Regions from separate parts of the Mus musculus genome. Here region 1 is linked to region 2. A link is a contact called in public Hi-C data. All regions are on one chromosome and are shown on one strand. Each heading gives the region's core, a stretch centred on a gene start, on an enhancer-like site or on the middle of the called end of the contact. The rest is flanking DNA. Distances are from core to core; before and after follow the strand shown.

What was found. A called contact is a pair of places that touch in the nucleus more often than the background predicts.
Region 1: a contact with region 2 is called in a Hi-C map of liver, with 1.8 times the contacts expected there. The contact joins the promoter of Erc1 here to the enhancer-like site in region 2. A contact is called at or near these places in 1 of 39 promoter capture datasets (liver), 1 of 15 datasets of contacts at CTCF or cohesin (the NIH/3T3 cell line), 1 of 484 Hi-C or Micro-C datasets (liver), 3 of 115 datasets of contacts at active chromatin or transcription factors (the SCID.adh cell line, bone marrow-derived macrophages and embryonic stem cells) and 2 of 9 other capture datasets (adipose tissue and pancreatic islet).

What each region holds. Positions count from the first base shown.
Region 1 is chr6:119,846,286-119,850,181 of GRCm38.p6, forward strand. Erc1 (ELKS/RAB6-interacting/CAST family member 1) reads right to left here and starts at 1,865. Exons shown (of 21, transcript NM_053204.2): 1 at 1,592-1,865. 3110021A11Rik (RIKEN cDNA 3110021A11 gene) reads left to right here and starts at 1,908. Exons shown (of 1, transcript NR_030776.1): 1 at 1,908-2,744.
Region 2 is chr6:119,737,282-119,741,339 of GRCm38.p6, forward strand. The region is part of intron 13 of Erc1 (ELKS/RAB6-interacting/CAST family member 1); the gene reads right to left. Among named protein-coding and RNA genes, the nearest start is that of Erc1, 110 kb to the right of the region's middle. Within about 2 kb of position 1,915, at least 16 of the 459 cell types and tissues checked have an H3K27ac peak or open chromatin away from gene starts, as enhancers often do. A contact at or near this core is called in liver and pancreatic islet, where this site is marked.

The DNA of each region.
Region 1 (3,896 bases), core at 615-3,114, 110 kb after region 2:
ATAAGGCACGTGACTACAATAATCTAATAGAAAACAAGAATCCAAAAAAGACTTAGGTTTATTGTGGTAAAGAGTAAAATGCTGATGGACACTGTTCGCCTTAGTAATGTCTCCCAACAACGTACGATACATGTTCCCACAGGGTACCAGAACATTGTAAAATCCCTTGACTCTGACAATATTCCTTAGAAATGGAGGTACTTACGTAAAGAACAATTTCTATTTCATTTTTTAATATTTAGTAAAGACTGAAATAAAGCCAGGTGTGGTGGCACATGCCATTAACTCTAGCACTTGGGAGACAGAAGCAGGCCAGCCTGGTGGGCAGAGCGAGTTCTAAGATAGCCAGGGCTACACTGAGAAATCAGGTCTCGGAAAACAACAAAACCAAAGAAAAAGGGGGGGGGGGGGAGACAACAGTAAGTACACCTGAAAATAAAAAAATAAAATCGATCTTCAAGAAAGCCAGATCATGTCTAATCTCACACTTGGAAGGCTGAGACAGAAGAAGAATCGGAAAAATAGGGACATCCAGATAACTCAACAGAAAAAAGTGCTTATGTCACAAGTCTAATAACCAAAGTTTGATCCCAGCCATCCACAGTGGGAGAACCAAGTCCCAAAAGCTTTGACCTTTGACCTCAAAGAGGGAGGGAGTAATCTATCGTGTGTATGCCAGGCACACACACATAATGATTAAATAAACGCAAAATGTATCAAGGTCTATTGAAAAACAAGATGTAAGAGACAGTTGCACTTTAAACGCTTAAGCAATTTCATACAGTCATCTCCAACAGAACTGTTCACAGTTCGCTCAAAGCAATCAGCCACAACCACCTGCAACTATTACTCTGAGTCCAGGGCCTTTTCTTAACGGGTCAACTCAAAAATGAAAAATGGTACAAAGAGATCAAGCACAGGAGAGGGGGTTGAGGGGGGCAAGGAAAAGAAAAGGCTGATAGCACTTTTGAGGGGCTAAGAGTAATGAGACTCACTCCTTCATGGTTGGTTGCTATAGAATGAAGTTGTCTAAACACCAACATCTTCCTTCTTGTGTGTAAAAACCTCACTCACTCGCGCTCCCAATTTACCAACCCCAAGTCAACGCAAAGGGATTCTCTTCCCTCAGCGAATTCTACTCATCTGACCAAGAAAAGAACCAAAACCCTAGAGTGGCAATGTGAGATCTGCTGCAGTAGCCCCTCCAGCTACCTCCAAGGCGACATCCATGCCTCATTTTCCATCTGAAATACAACCTTTCCTCTTCTATCTAACCAGGTTCAAAATAATAAGATCATCTTAAACATTTTACATCCGATCCACCTTGGCCGCACCCCAACTCCAGGGCTCCCCAATAGCCCCACATCATGCCTCCCACCCTCGGCTCTCGGTGGGCCAGAAGCCCCCCACCTCCCACCTCCAGCAGCGATCCTTACCGCCAGCGCCTTCGCTCCCGCCCAATCCGGGAGCTCCGCAGGGCGCGGCCGCCGGTGGGCTCGGGTGCGCTGGGGCGGGGTCCGCCCTCCCGACCTCCCCATCCTCCTCCCCACCCCCGGCCCAAAAAGGAGGGGGAGGGGTCCCCAAGCCTCACCTACAGCTCCGCCCCTCCCCAGGGGCGCTCTGCCCTGCCCAGCCAGGGCCGGGAGCGCCGAGCCGGGTAGGAAACGACAAATGCCTCGGCGCCTGCGACCTCTGGGCAGATCGAGGTTCCGCCTGACGAGCGAGCCGCTGCCGACGCGGCCGCCTTACTCTCCTCAGGGCCGCCGCTGCTGCTGCGGTTGCTGCTACTGCTTCCCGGACAGCCTGCCGCCGACACTACCACAGCCGCCGCCGCCGCCGCCACCGCCACAGCACGACCGGCGCCCGCGACGTCACCACGCCCCGCCCCCCGCGCACACCTAGCCCCACCCCCTGTCGCCCGCGCGGCGCCCTCGCCCCGCCTCCCGCTCTCCCGGGCCGCTGGGCTTTCCCTCGTCCCACTGGGAAGCGCCCCGCTACGCCGCTCCACGGGACCGCGCGCCAGGATCGACAAGTGCGGCGCTCCGAGGCCGCGAAGGTAACTGGGTGCCGAGGCAGGGTTGCGCCACACGTAGCGCCGCCCCTCACACACACACCCACACCCACACCCACGGCCGAGCGTCCACCGGGAGCCCGGGCCGCGATATTGAGCGAGGAAGGTGCGGACGAGGAGGGGCGGCGTTTGTCTCCTCCTGCTTGCCGTAGGACGTGGACTGCTGGAAGCCCCAGGAGTGGAGTGGCCTTTCCCAAACCTGGAGTCGCCCCGCCCCTTCCTTGGCAAGCCCGTTACCCGAACCCTGGGACGGCCGCCACCTTAGGAAATAAATAGCTCAGGGCTTGTCATTAGAGCCACGGCTGCCTGGACACCCTTTGTCCAAGAGAAGTTAGCTTCTCTCACCCTTGGCTTTTGCGCTGTGAGGCTGTGGAAGGCAATAATACTCTTGAGTCATCTGGGCTGTCCAAGCGGTCATGGCAAAAGACCCTCGCCTCAGTAGGTGGCTTTTTTTGCAAGGATCATTCCAGGGAGGAAGAGTGTGGGCGGAACCTGATGTCCACATGCAGTGTACTGTGCCAAATGCTTCACCGCGTTACCTTTTTTATTTAGCCCTCACACCAAGCAAGGCGAACTACAAAGCAGCTGCTACCTTATTTTAGACAGCCCAGTTTTCTGCTGCTGAATTTCAACCTTTGCCTTTTGTCAAGAGCAAGCCAAAAAAAAAAAAAAAAAAAAAATACGGAGGTGGGGGCAACACATAGTTACTAATCTTAAAAATGTAGATAAGCTATCTCTAAGCCGAAAATCCAAGGGTGGTGTGAATTACACTCATCCCCATACTCACAGCGCTTATTAAGCTAATTTGAAATGCCTTTGAGATGAGAGGAGCTAAGACTCACCGGTTTACTCATCCCTAACCTCCCACCATCATAATTAACCGGCTTACACTCTTCCTAATCCCATTAACATCTTCCCCCATCCTGTAGTATTCACGTTCATCCACCAAACTATATTTTGTCCTTTCCAGATTCTCTAATTGTTCCCTTCCAAAATGCACTTGGGTCATTACAGCTCCTTGGGCACACTAAACTGATTCCCCTTCAGTACATCTAACATATGACAGCCAATTGTTAGAGAGTGTGCAGCTAAACGGGACTATTCAGCAGCCAGAAAAGAATCTTCAAAGATTTCGTTTCTGGGGCTGGGAAGATGACTTAGTGGATACGAGCATTTGCTCTACAAGCAGGAGAACCTAAGTTTGAATCCCCAGCACCCACATAAAACCCAGGCATGGCTTCAAGTATCTGTAACACCAGCACTGCAGAAGGAGGACAGATTGATCCCAAAAGATGAGCTTCTGATGCAGTGAAAGACCCTGTCTCAAGGCAACAAGGCAGAGGGCAATAGAGGAAGACACCTGATGTCATACTCTGGTTCCTTACACACACACACAGAGAGAGAGAGAGAGAGAGAGAGAGAGAGAGAGAGAGAGAGAGAGAGAGAGAGAAATTGAGAAATTGAGATTTCATTTCTTAGATATCTAGGTACTCACCCATTCAAGCCATTCTTTATGGGCTGTTTTTCCAGATACTTCTCTGTATAATAAGTAAAGAGGCGCTTGCCTTGCTATAGGTGTATGTGTCTCTGTTGGGGGTTTTGTTTATCTGTTCGATGCATGGTCCAGGATGTCCTGGAATTCACAACAGTAGCTGGTCCAGTCTCCCTAATGATGAGATTGCAAGCAAGTGACACTACACCTGGCACTCCCCGGGGGATTTGTATGTGCTTGGCACCTGGTCCCCTTCCTCTTCTCCAGTTTCTCTCTTTTGGGATGAAAATATCTGTCCTGTGTATGTCCCAGCTTTGTATCCTGGAAGTGTGT
Region 2 (4,058 bases), core at 665-3,164:
ATTGATGTCCTACTAGGCCATCCTCTGCTACACATGAAGCTAGAGCCATGAGTCCCAACCATGTGTGCTCTTTGGTTGGTGGTTTAGTCCCTGGGAGCTCTGGGGGTACTGGTTGGTTCATATTGTTGTTCCTCCTATGGGGCTGCAAACCCCTTCAGCAGAAGGATGTTTTTTTAAAATGGAAAAGAAAGCAAAGAATCAATATTTCTTTCTATCAGCTCTATAAATGCCAATGCAACGTGAACAACCTCTCATACTACCCTGGCTCCCTGCCATGGTGGACTGAATCTTTATCTTCACATCTGACCAAAAAGTAAATAAGTAAATGAATAAAATTTCATGTGTGATCAACAATTTAGGAGGGGAGGGGAGGGGAGAGGGGAGGGGGAGGGGAGGTGGGAAGGGGAGGGGAGGGGGGAGGGGAGGGGGAGAGGAGGGGGAGGGGAGGGGGAGGGGAGGGGAGAAAAAGAAGCCAGTGGTTCACACCTGTAGTTTTGAGGCAGGAAGATCAAGAGTTCAAAGCCTGCGGAGGGCTTCAAAGAGACTCAGACTCAAATAAAGAAGGTGGGTACTTGGGAAATGACTCGGTGGGTAAGAAGCTTGCTGCACAAGCAAGAGGGTCTGAGTTCATATCACTAGCGCCCTTGTAAGAGCTAAGAATACTGACACACATCTGTAACCGCATTGTTTGTGAACAGAAACAGGCATGTCATCAGCTAACCACCCTGGCCCAAATTTGGAGCCTCAGGTTTGATGGAAGACTTTCCTGGTCTCAAAAAACTAAAATTATTAGAGAGCAAAAGGGAAGATGACCTATGACTTCCACATGTGCTGGGGTCAACTGAAAGCCAGCTCTGTGTGGCTGAAAACTAGAGATTGTTTTTACTGTCAATTCTATTAAAGAGGTAGCAGGGTAAGTGAGTGGGGACACTGTGCTAGGATGTGGGAACACGCCTCTGAGGTCACAGATATATATTCTTCCTCTCTAGTCAGAGACAAAAATATCCAGGAAGCTAAATCCTAATAAGTTGTCTATAACCTAAAAATGATATTCTGGGCAAACCCAGGTATAGGGTGGACAGGACATCTTGGCAAATTTCAAGTCATATTCCACAACAAACATGGCTGGATCAGCTTTCACATCCCTTAAGTGGGCAGAGCTGGAGAGCAGACCCAGTGCTAGGACTTGGAGAGACCACAGAGTGGAAGGAGTAGGGAAAGAGTAGGACCAAGAGATTGACCAAGAGACACTAGATGTGAGCTGGCATGAAATGCCATAGACAAGCCTATTATTTATAGATCTATATGGAAACTAATATGCTAAGTATAGAAGACACATTTTTAGTAGCAGTATTCAGTTTCCAGAGGTATGCTGGGTGGTTTTTTCCAAATGTGACACAGACTAGAATTACCTGGGAAGAGGGAATCTTCACTGAAGAATTACCTCTACCAGATTAGCCTATAGACATGTTTGTAAGGCATTTTCTTGATTAATGATTGACATGAGAAAACTCAGCCAACTGTGGCCAGTAGCACCCCCAAGCAGGTGGCCCTAGACTGTATAAGAATGGAAACTGAGCCACCTGAGAGCAAGCCAGAAAGCAGTGTTCCTCTTTGATATATCTCTACTTCAGTTTCTGCCTCCAGGTTCCTGCTTGACTTCCTGCCCTGGCTTCCCTCAATGATGAACTATGGGGTGGAAGAGGGAGCCAAATAAACACTTTCCGCACCAAGCTGGTTTGGATGGGTGCTTTATCACAGCAATGGAGAGGAAAAGCATGAGGTAATCTAAATCTATTTATTCAGACTAGGACATCTTATTCTTCACTTTGTTTTCTCTATGGAGACTATCCATAGCCACTGAATGGTGGTTTCCATGAACATTAACTCGCCAAGGCCACAGCGAGCCAGCAAAGTGCTTGCTATGCAAACATGAGGGCCAGAGCACAGATCCTGGGGCTTTCTGGCCAGTGAGGCCAGCTGACCAGAGAGCTTCAGGTTCGATGAGATAAAATAAAAAGTCACATAAAATAAGGTGAAGAGTGATTGAGGAAAGCACCTGACATTGAACTCTGGCACACATGGGTGTAACCATGTATGACATGTGCACACACACAGACACACACATACACACACACTAGTCACTATACTAGGGGATATTACCTGAGTGAACACGATGAATTATTTAGGTGTTGGAAACAGGGCTGAGGTTACATGAGAGACAAAGGAGCCCTGCTTTGGCTTGTGCCTCTACAAATGCCATCCAGATTATAAACCTCCATTCCTGGAACTAGATTTCAGACTTGCTTAACCAGCCTCTAAAATCATCACAAACATGTAAGACAATCTCTTTTTTTAATATCTACCCCTCTTGTTCCTATGACACCTTCATTTCTCTTATTGAAAGTGAACTGGTAAGTGATTAGTTTCAACTGGAAAAACTGTAGTTGGTCAAAGAGTGTTACTACACTAAATCGAAAGAATCCCATTAATACATCTTCTAAGAAACACAACAATTTTCTTAAGAACCAACATGGGAAAGGAACTGTTCATTTATTACCTTCATCCACAAAGAATAATTCTGATAACTTTTTAAAGTTAAAGAAGTAATACGAAAATCAAAGAATTTTCTTTTGTTTAAATTTCATCAGTTTAAACAGTGTTGAATACCTTCTAGAAGTAAATTGTACATGCTAAAGTACAAGATGGAATTGCAGATCTATCAGGGGCTACTTAAAAGAGTATCCCACAATGGATATGCAACTCAAATGGCAGACTGATTTTTTTTTAATATGCACAAAGCCCCAGGATCAGTTTCTAACACTACATAAACCAGGAATGGCATACAACTATACTCCCAACACACAAGAAATAGAGGCAGAAGAATCAGAAAGTCATAGCTACACAGCAAGTTTATGACCAATTTGGACTACATGAGATCGTGTCTCCAAATACAAGTGTCCCAACATAGAAACATCAACCTCAAAGATTCTTGTGCAAGAGAGAGAAAAAAAACTAACTATGTGCAATATACTAGCACATAGAACCTAGCAAGAGAGAGCGCAGGCTGGTTGTATTTAAAGCAGAGAGCATATAAGAGGTATAGCTCAAATTGATGGCTGTAATTGTGATCAAGTAAAATCCAGCAACAGGAGCAACAATTGCTCAGAAGACTGAGCCTTACATACACACACTTAACCCAGAACGATGCAGACACAGAAACCTGGTGATGGCAGCATTATTTATGAAAGACTGGCTATCTGAGAATGGCAGTGATACAGAGAGAACATGCACATTGCAACATTAAGATACATAAACCCCAGCGGAACAGGAACAGGATAAAACAAACAAAAGAAAAACATATAGGAAACAAAGGAAGGGCCATACAAGAAGCAAACCTCAGTCAGATACAACAGCCACAGGCACACTCTCCAGCACTAAGTCTGGGAACAAAGACTGAAATAACCCCAGCTATCTCAGAGAGAGTACATGGACCAACTCCAAAAACAAGCCCTGCTCAGTTTATAAAAATGGAATCCAAAACTGAAAGGAAATAAAATCTACCTTAGTTTCTCAGCAAACCGTGATACAGTACAAAGCCACTTCTGCTCAAGATACTGGGTTAAATATAAGCACAGAGACAATTCCCATCGAGATGAGAAGCCTTCAATAAGTATTCTGACCAAAGAGGGCTGAGGCAAGACCAATTGGGCTGGGATTTTGTTACTTTGAAGTTTTTTGAGTATGTGGTGGTTGTGGTCATGGTCCTGGTGATGGTGGTAGCTGTTTGTAAGCAAGAAATTTTGTAGTCTTCAAACAATATTACAAAGTTGTATGACCAAAGAATGGACACCTCTATCTAATTATACAATGTATTCCAATGTATTAAAAAATGAAGTCGCGGAAGAAGCAGATCATTTAAAGCTACCACATGACCCACTCATCCCACTCGAAGGCATGGACCTGAAGGACCTTACGTCCTATGGTAGAGATGCTTGCACACTCACGTTCATTGCAGCTTTATTCCCAATAGCTAGGAAATGGAATTAACCTAGATG